Linked DNA regions of Macaca mulatta: region 1 is linked to region 2. The links are chromatin contacts, called in public Hi-C maps. All regions are on one chromosome and are shown on one strand. Each heading gives the region's core, a stretch centred on a gene start, on an enhancer-like site or on the middle of the called end of the contact. The rest is flanking DNA. Distances are from core to core; before and after follow the strand shown. Region 1 holds the start of ADAMTS1 (ADAM metallopeptidase with thrombospondin type 1 motif 1). Region 2 has its middle 560 kb from the start of HEMK2.

Region 1 (6,871 bases), core at 1,065-3,564, 1.5 Mb before region 2:
ATCGGGCTCCACGTGGAAGGCCTCGGGTAGGGCCTGGGCTGCTGCCAAGGGGCCGGGCCTTAAGGAATCTCAGACTGCACAGCTCTGCTGTCTCATTCCAGAGGTCCCTGGGGTGCTCCGCTCTTGCCAGTGCCGGGCACAAGGACCACCCACTCTGCCCAGCCGCCTATGGCCCCACTCCCACTGCCCCAGGGAAATAAGTTCTGACTTCCAGGCAAGATTGATTATTTGGAACACAGTCTTCCACTCCGGACTGAGACCCAACCCCTGGGGAAAGTCCCGAACTGGGCAGCGACCACTTTGTTGCCAGGAGCAGAGGAGCAGGGGAAAAGGGGAGAATTGTTTAAAAAATGACACGTGAGAGAGTTAAAGAAGGAAAAAAGCACCAAAGTGATGAAAAGAACTGGAGAATAAGCACTGCACACCACAGAGAAGGCGTAGTAGGAAGGACCGGCAGTGACTTTCAACAGTGCTTGAGAGCAGAATTATGGCCGCGAGAGGGAGTGCAAACTGGGAGGCGGGGCAAGCCCGAGAAAGACCTCCCAAGCAGGTTCTTCGAAGGGGCCCCACCGCCTTCAGCCGGCCGGCCGGGGTCAGCCTTATAAGGGGGAAAGCGGACAGAGCCTGCAGAACAGAGATCCTAGCGTAGCCGCTCAGGGTACCTTCCTAGGTCACCATTGGTCCTCTGCCCTCTCCACATCCGCCCTCCCGTGAGCGCAGGATGCACGCACAGGCAGCGGTTACAAAACTCAGCGCAACATTGCAACCCGGACAAAAGGCACACACAAAATCGTTAAAAAGAAATACACAGAGTGGAAAGAACTCGCACAAGCTGCAACTCACTAAAGGTGGAAGGAGCCAGGTTACAAACTCTCCCTCCCCGGCCTAAATGCTTTGCTTTAGTTTGCAGAAAATCGTTTGTCAGTTTTTTTCTTGGTTATTCATTATTCGGCCAAATGAAAGTGTGTTTTCTAGCTGAGTTCACCAATCCAAACCTCAAACCACATTCCTCCATTCCAGGCCTCCGTTCTGTCCGCGGACTTATGCTCCTGCCTGCCAGCAGGAGTCTACCCTGAAGTCGCGTGGGATAGAGAAAGTGAGGAGAGGAGGATGAATGGACAGACAAACGAGAGCAATTCTTCTACCTGTGGGCTGTCCTACGCGTTGCAGTGCTGGGTCCTGCGGCGACCACTGAGCCCCTTCGTCCTCGCCCTCATTCCCTTCGTTCTCGTCTTCCGTCTCCGCTTTCCCAGTCGGCCGGGGCTCGTCGTCCACGACCCCACACGTGCCGCCGCCGTCGCCCTGCCGATTCCGCCGCAGGAGGTGGAACTGTAGTGGTGCCGGCGGCTTCTCCCCTGGGGCGGCGGTGGCGAGGCGCTCGCTGGCTGCGGGCAGCGGCTGGATGAAATATGCCTCGCCCCGCAGGTAGAAGGCGCCGCGCACGCCCTCGCAGAGGCTGAGGGCGGCAGCTGAGCTGGGATCGCCATTCACGGTGCCGGAGTAGAAGCAGTGCGCCAGGTCGGGTTCCGGAAGAGGCGTCTCGGACCCGGGTTTGCGCCCCACGTTCTGGAGCGTGAAGCCGGGCGCCAAAAAGCTGCTGTCGGGCCGCAGCTCCAGATGCAGCTGCTGGTCAAAGGCGTGCAGGCGGAGGCGCGTGGTCCCGTGTCCTGGGGCGCGCTCCAGCTCCGGCACCACCAGCTCCTCGTCCTCCTCGGAGGGGCGCCCGAGTGCGTCCGACACCGCCAGTAGCGCCGCGGCAAGCAGCAGCAGCGTGGGCACGGGCCCAAAGCTCCGAGACCCCGGAGCTCGCTCCGCGTTCCCCATGTCGCTGCCCAGCTTGCGCCTTCCGAACCCCTCGGGTACAGCTCGCTGCATTGGAGCCCCAGGAGACACCGCTCGCAGCAGCGCACGGAGCGAGGGAGCTTTAGTTCGGGTCGGGAGAGCAAAGCCTCGCTGGCCTGCTCTGGATTGTTAAAATTAACAATTTCTATTATTCGTTGGAAGGGCGCGCAGAGCCGGCTACAGCCGAAGCTCCCGGAGTCACTAAGAGGAGGCGCTGCAGTTCTGCCGGCGCGCGGGAAGTTTTTCTTCCAGCGCAAAGTTGGAGACACTGAGAGGCAGGCGCAGGCAGAGTGGCTCTGCGGGGACAAGAAGCGCTCTGGGGCGCCTCCGGGGCTGAGGCAACGAGGAGATTGGTGCCTGGCGCCCCTCTTCGGCCTCCGCCTTGGCTGCGGTGTTGCTCACTGCGCAGGGCTCTCCCCTCTCTGTCCGGTAGCGCACCCTGGCTTTGCAATAGCCCCTGGGTCGGAGCCGCTTTCCAGCGAGTGCAAGAACCGGGCAACCGAGCGGTCCTTTTATAGTGGACCGTGAAACCGCCCCCCCCCCCCACCCCACTCCTCCCCTTTGGCCCTTTTCCATCCCAAAGACGCCGCCCCCGGCTCCGTTGGTGCTAAACCGCGCTCTGCGCTGCGGGCTGGGGAGGGGGAGGGGGCAGCCTCCGCGCTGGCTCCACGCCACTGCTCGTCAATCTAGGGGCGGAAGGGGCACTGTGACCAGCACTTTGTACTGCTGGGGCCGCTCCAGGGAGAAGACTCTCCCTTCCACCTATCTTCTCCCTCGCGGGTTTCCTGGACCACCCTTCCTCCCCACCGCCCGGTTGCGGTAACTCAGTTACCGCGCTGGGCTGCGGTTCCCGGGCAGGAAGGTTCGGGTGGAGAACGGAGTCCCTTCTTCAACATTTCCCTATCCTGGAGCTGCCCTGAGTCTCCTTCCCTACTCCCTCAGTTCCCTCTTCCCCAATCTAGGAGATGAGCTAGGGCTACACTTTCTAGAAAAGTACCCCACCCCACTTCTCCACCTTCGCAGCCTGCCAGGATCTCCTTAGCCGCAGCCTGCTCTCTCTTTGCCCCAACTTTTCTCGGGAAAGCTTGGTTGGCCCTGCGCTTCCCCCAGAAAGCATGCCTGGGTGAGGGGCCAGGTGACACTTCTTAGGGTCTGGATTTTAAAATATGTTTGCTTATGCCTTCACCCTCCACCAACCCCCACCCCACACGCCACCTCTTCCCCAGAGACGACTTTGTGAGGACCCGGTTTCACATTTCTGGAATGGGTGATCTGGGACGCGGCTCAATTCCCTAGAGCCTAAGGAGGGAGTTGCGCTTTCTCTTCTTCATTCGAGAAATGATCGGCTCCCGCCAGTCTGCGTGCTTCCACTCCACAGCAGCTGCAAGCCCTAGGCCAGCGTCGCAGAAACGGCTAGGAACCCCACTTTCCTACCAGGGGGCCAGCAGCGATCGCTGGGGCTAGCAAGCGTGCAGTGGGGTAAAGAAGGAAATCGGCTTCCTTCCCGGACCCCTCCTTCCTCTTCCTATCAGGAAGGGAAAAGGCTATATCCGCGTTACGAAAGCGAGGAGAGCTGAGTCTTTCCACCAACAGGTCTTTAGGAAAAAAAACTGAGTGGCTTTTCTCTCCAAAATGTGGGAGGGGCTCAAGGACCCAGAGGAAGGACGTGTTTCACAGCGGAAAGCCGCGGGGACAATGGCGAGAGCGATCGCCCTAGCCCCGGGCAGACCCGCAACCCTCACACTCGCGCGCCCCCGCGTTAGTGCTCAACCTGGTCTCCGCCTTTCCGCCCCACCCCCGTCCGCTCTCTTGGTTGGCTCCAAGTTGATCTGGGTCCTTTCCTCGCTCCTCCCCAGATCTTCCCAACTTCAGTCGGCCCCAGCCAGAAGAGTCCCTTCTAGTTCTCCCACACGTCCCTCTTCCAAGCTTTCCTTTCCGGATGCTTTCCAATTTCTTTTTTCCTAGCGAGATTGCTTACTTGAAAAACGAAAACAAACACATTGCTCTCCACTCACCAGGAAAAATCAAATGAGCAAGAATGGCAGAGAGAAGCAACTCCGCTTACTTCTGCAAGGGCTTAGTAACGACCTCTAGTCCCTACACATTTAGGAGTGGGTGGTTTCGTAAATGTAATTTTGGTTTCCTAAAATCACCCTCATCGTTGAACGTTGAATGATCAACCAAGGCCTTAGATATATTTTGAGAGCTCTCGATTAACATTCTGATAGTGTTTCTGCCTACCTCTTTTCACTGAGTCTCTCCTTTGCAGCCCTCGCTCTCTTCCCCGTTTCATTTCTCCTTCAAATTCAACATTGACACCCGCACACATGTGTGTGTGATTCTTTTCTCCATTGTCCAGCATTGTTCAACCTACCTCCTCCTCTTCAAGTTTGAACTACGAGGATTATTCCTTCCTGTTTCTGTTTCCCAAGCGTCTTTTCCCAAACATCTGATCATTCCTACTTCCCAGTTTGGTTTTCAGACTTTTTTTTTTTTAACATTGTTATCTTCTATTACAGTAATTTTTTGACGGTCTATTTTCTATGATTTCTTTTCATTTTACTTGTTCTTTCTAGCTAGAAGAAAGGTAAGATACTTGAGAGAACATATGAGCAAAGTCATGTTAGACTTTCAAGATATTGACGTCGGGATCACAAAAGCATGAAGGCAAAGCCATCCGTACATTTTCAAACCTCTTGCTTAGAAGAGGGCTCAGAAGATATAATATATGGTGACAAAAGTTAGAGTCTCAGAGTGGCTTTGAGATGGAGATTTGAGATAGAGATTTTGGACATTCATAATCTCCATCTCAAGGAGAGGTGGCCCAGGGGCTGAATGAAGATTAGTGAAGGTAGATGTGATTCCCTTAAATTGGGGTAAGAAGGGACAAAAACAGCAGAAAATCTGTATCTTTAAAGACATGTTATGTATTTCAGTCTATCGACTTCTCTACATAAACTTTAGCTTTTAAAAATATGTTAATGTAAGTTTGATCTTTAGTGTGTTTCTACCTGTAGGGTATTCTTATTGGAGCTTTGTTTAAAGCATGCATTTCTGATCTTGAATAGGTTACTACAAATCCATTATAATTTTTTCATATTTCATGTTGCAGATACAAATAGAGTTGAAAAAACGGAGAGTTAAAGGCAAAAGGATGGCCGGGAACATGGCTTTTTTATTCTCTGGGTTTCTGTCCAGATTTCTGTTCTTTTGCATAATGACTCCAATCTGTTGTGCACCTGTAGTTCTGGGAAATGATTCTTTTTTAATCGCTTCAACAGAGACATGGATGTTGGAGTTGCCAACTACTAAGCGGAAAAACTCCATCCATGCTCAGAAGAACATTTAATCCACTCACTTTTTCTCTCTCTCTTTTTTTTTTTAAAGATCAGCACTCATCAGGCATTTGTGGTAATATGCAAATATATACATATAACATATATGTATATTTATAAGCAAAATGTGAATTAGAAAAACATTTGAATGTAGAAACAGACCGCAGGAGTAAATTTGTACAAAGCACTAGTAAAAGTGACATGTAATGTTGGGTTCTTATAGTGAGTTTCTTAATCCAATTTTTGCCCCTTGATTTGAATGGGCACCCAAAATAACATCCTAATGCTATCCTAAAATAACCCAAAATGCTATCCTAATCCCTACTCCTCATGTTTTGGATCTTATTTTTATAGAATACATATGAGCTTATACAAGCATTAATCTTAACATGTTCCAATTTACATATGTAAGCCAATTTTTATTTCTAGAGATAATAGAACAAAACTCAAAACATTTGACATAAAATTATTGGAACAATTAACTGTTTGACCTATTAAGCACATTATTGTCCTCTATGAACGGAGGGACTGTCTGAAAAAAAGAACAAGTTGTTTGCAGTTTAAAGTGAGAGATAAGCATTAAGGTGTTAATTTCTATTTACACTTTATATGTTCGTATTTGTTTCACTGATTCATATGTTATAGACACAATATTCTATTCACAATTTTCACGAAATCTATACCAAAGTAAGTATTCAACAAGTAGCCATGAAATGAGGAAATCTGGTAATACACAGAGCTATTAGAATTGTTTTCATGTAAACATTCTCTAGAGAAACAACTAGTGTGCATATTTTATAACCAGGAAATACTTTTTATTCCCATGTTAGTACCAGAAGATTGACTAATGAGAAGTAGGGAAGCTGTTTGGTATTAGTCTTCCTTTTGGGAACATATGGTCTAAAGTAATATTGGACAAATGGATATTTTATTTGATCACAAATGAGAAAGTAGTTAGAAAACTTCTAGTTTAAACAGGTTATGTGCCCAGAAGTATTGCAAATATTGGAGACAGAAAAATTATTGTAGCTTACATTTAGATTCAAAATTGATATTCCCTCCAAATCATGCACTTGGAGAACTAAGAGGAGTATAATCTGCCAAATCGACTCCGTCTGCGTAACTGATGCAGAAATGAGACTCAAAAGGGTTAAGCAGTTTTCCCAAGATGTCTAGCGAGAGACAAACTGGGGGCTTAGAAATGGCTCTGACTCATAACTTTTAATCAACTGTTTTGACATTTTAACCTATCTAATTGTGTAGGAGGTAATTATGTTGTCAGACTTTGGAATGATGTTGTTTCCAGTTAAGTTTTTTTTAATTATAAATAGGAAAATTCCGGCAATAAAAAGTTTCCACCTTAAAAGATTCACGGACTTTAGTACTTCTTTCTCCAAACACAAGGTGGCGATGGTCTACAACAAATGATGCGCAAATCGGTTTTGGTTTTGGTTTTTTTTTTCTTTTTTATTCTTAACAGTTCAAGTTAAGAATTTGCAAAAGTTTTACATCTTCTTAATCATATTTAATAAATTCTAATTAAATATTCTACGTCTTGGTATTATGGAAAATATTTTAAAAATATTACAATGTTAAATGAATTTATTCTTAAGGGCATAATAAAATGCTTTTTAAACCAACTACTTTTAAATTATGTATGTGTATTACCATAAACAAAAATCCAATTAGACTTT
Region 2 (6,821 bases), core at 2,875-5,374:
CAAATTTGACTTAGCTATAATTTAATTTTATTAACAAGTATAAGGCTATTCAAATTATCTACTACATATTGGGTGAGTTGTCACATTTTGTGCTTTTTGAAAAACTAGCCAATTTTTATCAAAGTTAACAAACATGTTTGGGGAGTTGATAGTATTTTCTTATTATCCTTTTGAGCTCTGTAATGGCTGTAGCAGTATCACTCCCAATATTGGCAACTTGTGACCTCTTTTTCAGTCAATTTTGATGCTTTTTAAATTTTACTTATTTTTCAAGGAGCTAGTTCTTTGCTTATTTTGATTTTTTATTGCTTTTCTGTTTTCAAATTCATTGATTTAAACTATTATCTTTAATATTTTCTTCCTTCTGCTCGCTTTGGATTTATTTTGTTCTTAGATTCTTGAAGTCAGAGATTAGATGATTAATTTGGAACTTATTTTCTAATGTATATATTTAGTACTAGAAATTTCCTTTTGGGGTCGGGTGTGTTGGCTTATGCCTGTAAACCTAGCATGTTAGGAGACCAAAATGGGAGGATCACTTGAGGCCAGAAATTTGAGACCAACCTAGACACTACAGTGACACCCTGTCTCTACAAAATACTTTTTCATTAGCTGCACATGGTGGCATGCAGCTCTAGTCCAAGCTTCTTGAGGGACTGAGGCAGGAGGAACCCTTGAGACCTGAGCAGTGAGGCTGCAGTGAGCTGTGATCATGCCACTGCACTCCAGTCTGGGTGAAAGAGTGACATGGTCTTAAAAAAAAAAAAAAGGAAAAAAAAAAACCCTCTTGGAACTAATTTTGCTGTGTCCTGAAAAACTTTATATGTTTATATATTCATTTATAATTCATTGAATGTCCTTTTTATTTTCCTTGAAACTTCCTCTTTAACCCAGGGATTATGTAGGCGCCTGCAGTCCCAGTTACTAGGGAGGCTGAGGCAGGCGAGTGGTGTGAACCTGGGAGGTGGAGCTTGCAGTGAGCCGAGATCACGCCATTGCACGCCTGGGCGACAGAGCGAGACTCCGTCTCAAAAAAAAAAAAAGAAATGCATTATTTCATTTCAAAGTGTTTGGAGATCTTCCTATTAACTTTCTGATACTGGTTTCCAGTTTGATTCTATTGTGATTACAGAACACTCCTTGTATGATTTCAATTTTCAAAAAATTTGTCTAGGTCTGCTTTATAGCCCAAGATATGATCTATCTTGGTATATTTTCCATGGGTACTTAGAAGAAATGTTTATTTTGCTCTTTAAAGAGTAAAATGTTCCTTAAATGTTGATTAGATACTTACAGCTATTCGTGTTAAGTTCTTCTACATCTTTGCTAATTTTTCTGTCTAAATAGTCTATCAATTGTTGATAGAAAGGTGCTGAAATCTCCAACAAAACTATGGTCTTTGTCTTTTTCTCCCATCTTTTTAATCATATCAGCTTTTGTTTCACATATCTTGTACTTCTATTGTTTGACTTGTATACCTTTTATCATTATGTAATGTACTTCTTTGTCTCTGGTAATTTTCTTTGTTCTGAAGTCTCCTTAATTTTACAATAATCTAGCCACTCCTGCCTTTTTAAAATAATATTTGCATGGCATATCTTTTCCATCCTTTTATTTTTAATTTATCTATATTATATTTGAAGTGAGTTTTTATAGCATATAGCTCAGTCACATATTTTTAATCCACCCTATAAATCTTTGCCTTTTAATGTGCGTATTTAGATTATTTACTTTTAATGTAATTATTAACATGTTGGCATTTAAGTCTACCATCTAAGTTTTATTTTGCTCCTTCTCTTTTCTCTTTGTCCTGGTTCCTGTTTTCTTTTTTCCTGCCTTATTATGAGCAATGTGACAATATTTTTAGAATTTCATTTTGATGTATGTACAATAATTTTTATATATCTCTTGTTATAGCATTTTCAGTGATTCCTCAAGACATTATATTATATAATTATATATAATGTATATTATATAATTATATATAATGTATATTATATAATTATATATGATGTATATTATATAATTATATATAATGTATATTACATAATTATATATGATGTATATTACATAATTATGTTATATATTATATATAATTACATTATATGTACATATATTATATATATATTATTATTATATATAATTATATTATATGTACAAAATTTATTATGGTCTACTGATGTTTACATTTTACCAGTTAAAGTGAAGCTTTAAAGCTTTCCTCTCTTCACATCTTTTTTTCCTCTTTCATTTATAAAATAACTGTCTTTAATATATTCTAAGCAATTAGAATCACATCAGACAGTGTCATAATTTTTGCCTCAACTGTCAATCATGACTTAGAAAACCCAAGAAGAGAAGAAAATATGAGTAAGTCTCTTGCTTATCCATATTTTTGCTGTTTCTTGTTTCTTTCTGATATTTCAAAATTCCTTTTTTTATCATTTTGTTTCTGTTTAGTCAATGATAAATTCTGACCCAATTTTGAAGTGAATTCTCACTGAATTATGTCCCCTCAAAATTTATATATTGAGATCCTAACCACCAATGTGACTGTATTTGAAGACAGAACTATAAGGAGGTAATTAAGGTTAAATAAAGTTACAAAGGTAGGGCACTCATACAATAGGATTAGTGTGCTTATAAGAAGACAGATTAGAAAACTGTCTCTCTGCCTCTCCCGCCCTCTCTCTGTCTCTTTCTCTTTTTGTGTGTGCACGCGCGCACACACACACACACACACACACACACACACAGATTATCTGAGCACACAACAATATGGCAACTGTCTACAAGAAGGAAAGAGAAACCTCACCAGAACCAACCAGGCTGGTGTCTTTTTCCAAGACCTCTAGCCTCCAGAATAGTGAGAAAATATGTCTGTTGTTTAAGCCATCCAGACCATGGTATATTAATAGCCTATGCTAACTAACAAAGATAATTTCCTTTAGTCATTCTTGTAGAATATGTCTGCCAGTGATAAATTCTCTTAGCTTTCCTTCATCAGAGAATGTCATTTAGCTTTGATTCTTAATTGAAATGTAAATGATATTTAGAATTTTGAACTGACAGTTATTTTCTTTTAGCACTTAAAAAATGCTGAAGTACTGATTTCTGATTGAAAAGTTAGTATCATTCAAACTGTTTTACTCCTATAGCCAAAATGTCATTTCTCCCTAGTTGCTTCCATCATTTGTATTTGCCTTTAGTTTTTACAAGTTTGAGTATGATATATCTTCATGCAGACTTTTTGGGGTTTATATTGTCTGGGTTTTTCTAAGCTTCTTGAATCTGTAAGTTTATGTATTTTGCTAAATTTGGGAAGCTTTGCTCATTTGTTTGCATATTTTTTTAGCCCTACCTTCTTTGTTCTTTCCTTCTGGAACTCTAACCCTGTTTACTTACTCATCCTTCTGTCCTCATTATTCTGCTGCTGAGCTAATCCACTGAGTTTTCTATTTTGGTTAGTGTATTTTTTAGTTTTAAAATTCCCATTTCACTCTTATTTTATCTCCTATTTCTTTACTAAAACTTTTCTCTTTTAATTTATTTCCAGTTTATTTGTAACTACTTGCAGAAGCATTTTTTAAATGATTTGTCACATAATTCTAGTATCTACATTGTATTGGTGTTGACATATCTTGATTGTCTTTCTTTATTCAGTTAGAAATATTCCTGGCCATTTTGTGACATGTGATGTTCTCTCAAAACCTGAACCCTTTAGAACTATGAGACCGGATCCTATGTAAATCTACTCAGTTGGTTTCCTCTACAGGGACAGAAGGGAAGTGAAGATAAAATTTCAAGTTCCCTACTTATCCTTTATTAATAGTCAAAGGGGAGAAAAGCTCCTTGTTACTGTTGGACAAGTGAGGGATTTTCATGTCCCCACTAGAGGTTTGCTGATATCATACTGGCATGCTTCTATTACTGCTCCCCGTGTGAACTCCACTGACACCACAGGGAGGGGAAACTGGGCAATGATGAAAGTCCAGACTCTCTTCTAGGCCTTTTCTAACACCACCAGAAAGCGGTAGAGGCATTCTTCTTCATTACTAGGTGGTGGTGAAAAGCAAAACTCCTCGGGTGTATTCACTGACACAATAGAAGCCACAAGTGTGACTCATTACCCTTAGCAGAGAACAAAGTTACAACTTCCTATGCAGTCTTCTCTGACATCACCCTGGAGAGAGTCTGAGACCCCTCTTTATAGTCTGAAAAGAATGAAACTTTATGCTCGTCATTTAGCTTTTGCTAGCTAAGGTGGGACTGGGCTACAGATTTTTTCTGTGGTATTTGGTCAGGGTGGAAGAGTTATTATATAGAAGCTTTCTTTCTTGCTAGTATGCCTTTCCTGAAACTTTGGCTAGAGCCAGTAGGCTTTTGTTAAGGATTTTTGTTTTTGCATCCTCTGGCATTTCTGGGATTTTTCCAGCTTCTGTATCTCCACGTCGGAAACATATGAGGCAAAAACAAAAACATAGAAAACTTACCACCATGCCATTCTTTGGTCCTCCAGTTCCTTAGCTAGTTTTCCTTCTTCTTTACACTTTTCAGGTCTTCTTGGGTTTGTTTTACATATAATTTTCAAGGTTTTCAGTTGGATTTAGCAGGAATATATCTATTCCATCTTTCTGGAAGCAAAATACCATTGAGAGATATTGATTTTAGAAATGGAAATGACTCATGTGAGAGAACACAGAATGGAATAATTTTACTGAGACAAGAAAGATCAAACCACAGAGAAGATGAAGACTAACTAAATTAGCATGAGCTATGGTGGTTACAGAGGATAAAGTTACCTGACTGTTACAATCAATATGCTGGAGCTCAGGGAAGGCAAAACTATGTGATTAGTAGCCCTTTCCAAATTCCATTATGAGTGGGAACAATCAAATTCCTGGTGGCCACTTGCTTAGTACTGGCTTTTTACCCACAAGATTTAATACTAAGTTGATTGATTCACTGTGTTTTCTTTGCCTGTTTCATAAGCCGCTCACTTTAATTCTGGATGTTCGACTAGCAAAAAAGATCCATTTCTGTAATTTTGAAAATATGAAAATACGTGAAGTCAAAGTCAATCTCAAAACTTCTTTGTAGAGATGGTAAGTAAAATTAAAGGATTAAAAACCCATTACTGTGCTACAAATCTACTTAAAATTTCTTAATCATTGCTGTTTCTGAGCTCCTCTGAATAATCTGTTAATGTGTGGTACCCTGGCTCATGGTAAGGGCATGACTTACATTATATGCAAAAATACCTTAAAAGTATTTATTCAGGTAATAGATACTCCCTTTGTGATGAGAAACAGATTTAATACAATGATGACTTGTTCCCAAACAATAATCTGAGTATCAGAAATTGAAGCTTAAGTTATTCCTAAGTTTTATTCCTAAAATGGATTTTTTTTTGTTTTTCAGAAGAAACTAAAACATATTAATATGCAACTTCACACCCAAAGAAATGTGAAACTTTACTTTCCTGACAAAGAATGTCCACTAATTAAAAATGACAATGTTGGCACTTTAAAAGTATCTCTTTGCATACTGAACACCTGCTTTGGGTAATACCTTGGCAAACTAAAAGCATATGGCCATTCTCCTTTTCATGGTTGTACCCAATAAATGTCATCAGAATTTCAAAATGATGAAGAAGGTCTTTAAGTAGAGAAAACGAGATGCCACTTTTGGTTTTCTAAACCACAAGGATTTGAGGGAGGGGCCCTGAGGCACACACCCAGAGACCATTAAGTGATATAGGGGCCAGAAATACAGAGTCAAATTTTATACAATAAAGATCAAATATCAAAAATAGCTTACAATACTAAAACAGGTTATGTCTAAAGTCAGAAATTCTTTCAGTAATACTGGTAAATTTTTATGCCTCTAATCATAATCCGTAAGACTGAACTAAAGCAGAAAACTCTATATTTAATTTGTCGCTTGAGCAATATTATGCGGTTTCAAAACTATAGCTATAAGAAGAAATTCAGTTGATGTTTCCATTAGTGTATTATTCAAGTTCAGTCCATTACTAACCACTTTACATTTTTAAATACCAGCATGTCTTAATAGTAGGAGTACTGGACTAAGAGTAACAAGCTGCAAATTCGAGTTCTTAACTACCACTGACATCACAATGCATTACATTTTTTCTGAATCTCACTTTCCTTATTTGTAAATTAAAATAGTAATAATAGCTGTTCTGGGTGCCTCACAGGATAGCTCTAAGGAACAAAAGAAAGAAAATGTTTATTAAGTAGATTCACACCAAAGTGGTAATGAAACCCTTGAACAGTGAAACTCCAAGTGGATGTAGCTGGAGACTGAACTAGCACAAAAGAGCAAGAGGAGACATTTGTTAGTGCAAATGAAGGGGAATAATATGTGAAATGATATCTGTATTACAGGTAAATTTCCTCAGAAAGCATTCAACTTGGAAGATGTTCTTATTAAAACACCCAGGGTCATCTTGGTATGTGTGTGTACATGCATGCACATGTACATACACACACATGCAAACACAGATACACACACTAGTCTGCATTTATTGAATGCTAATTAAATACTAATTTAATGTCTGCTCTGTGTTTGTCACCATGCTCAGAACTAGAGATAGAGGAGTAAGTAATTGAGAAACAGTCCCTCCTTTCACAGAGCATATGTTCTGGTAAGAAAGATTACAATATCATTTCCAAGTATGCAATGACAGCATGATACGTTGTAGAAATGAGAACTATGGTGGTATTCATTATTATAAACAATAAACATACAATATTATTTACAGATACATATTGTATCAATATTAAATACAGATACAA

The links. A called contact is a pair of places that touch in the nucleus more often than the background predicts.
Region 1: a contact with region 2 is called in a Hi-C map of blood, with 7 times the contacts expected there. The contact joins the promoter of ADAMTS1 here to the enhancer-like site in region 2. A contact is called at or near these places in 4 of 14 Hi-C or Micro-C datasets (blood, fetal cortical plate, fibroblasts and 1 more).

The regions. Positions count from the first base shown.
Region 1 is chr3:20,658,560-20,665,430 of T2T-MMU8v2.0, reverse strand. ADAMTS1 (ADAM metallopeptidase with thrombospondin type 1 motif 1) reads right to left here and starts at 2,314. Exons shown (of 9, transcript NM_001266264.1): 1 at 1,146-2,314. The coding sequence starts at 1,875.
Region 2 is chr3:19,175,729-19,182,549 of T2T-MMU8v2.0, reverse strand. No RefSeq gene overlaps it. Among named protein-coding and RNA genes, the nearest start is that of HEMK2, 560 kb to the right of the region's middle. Within about 2 kb of position 4,124, at least 4 of the 40 cell types and tissues checked have an H3K27ac peak or open chromatin away from gene starts, as enhancers often do.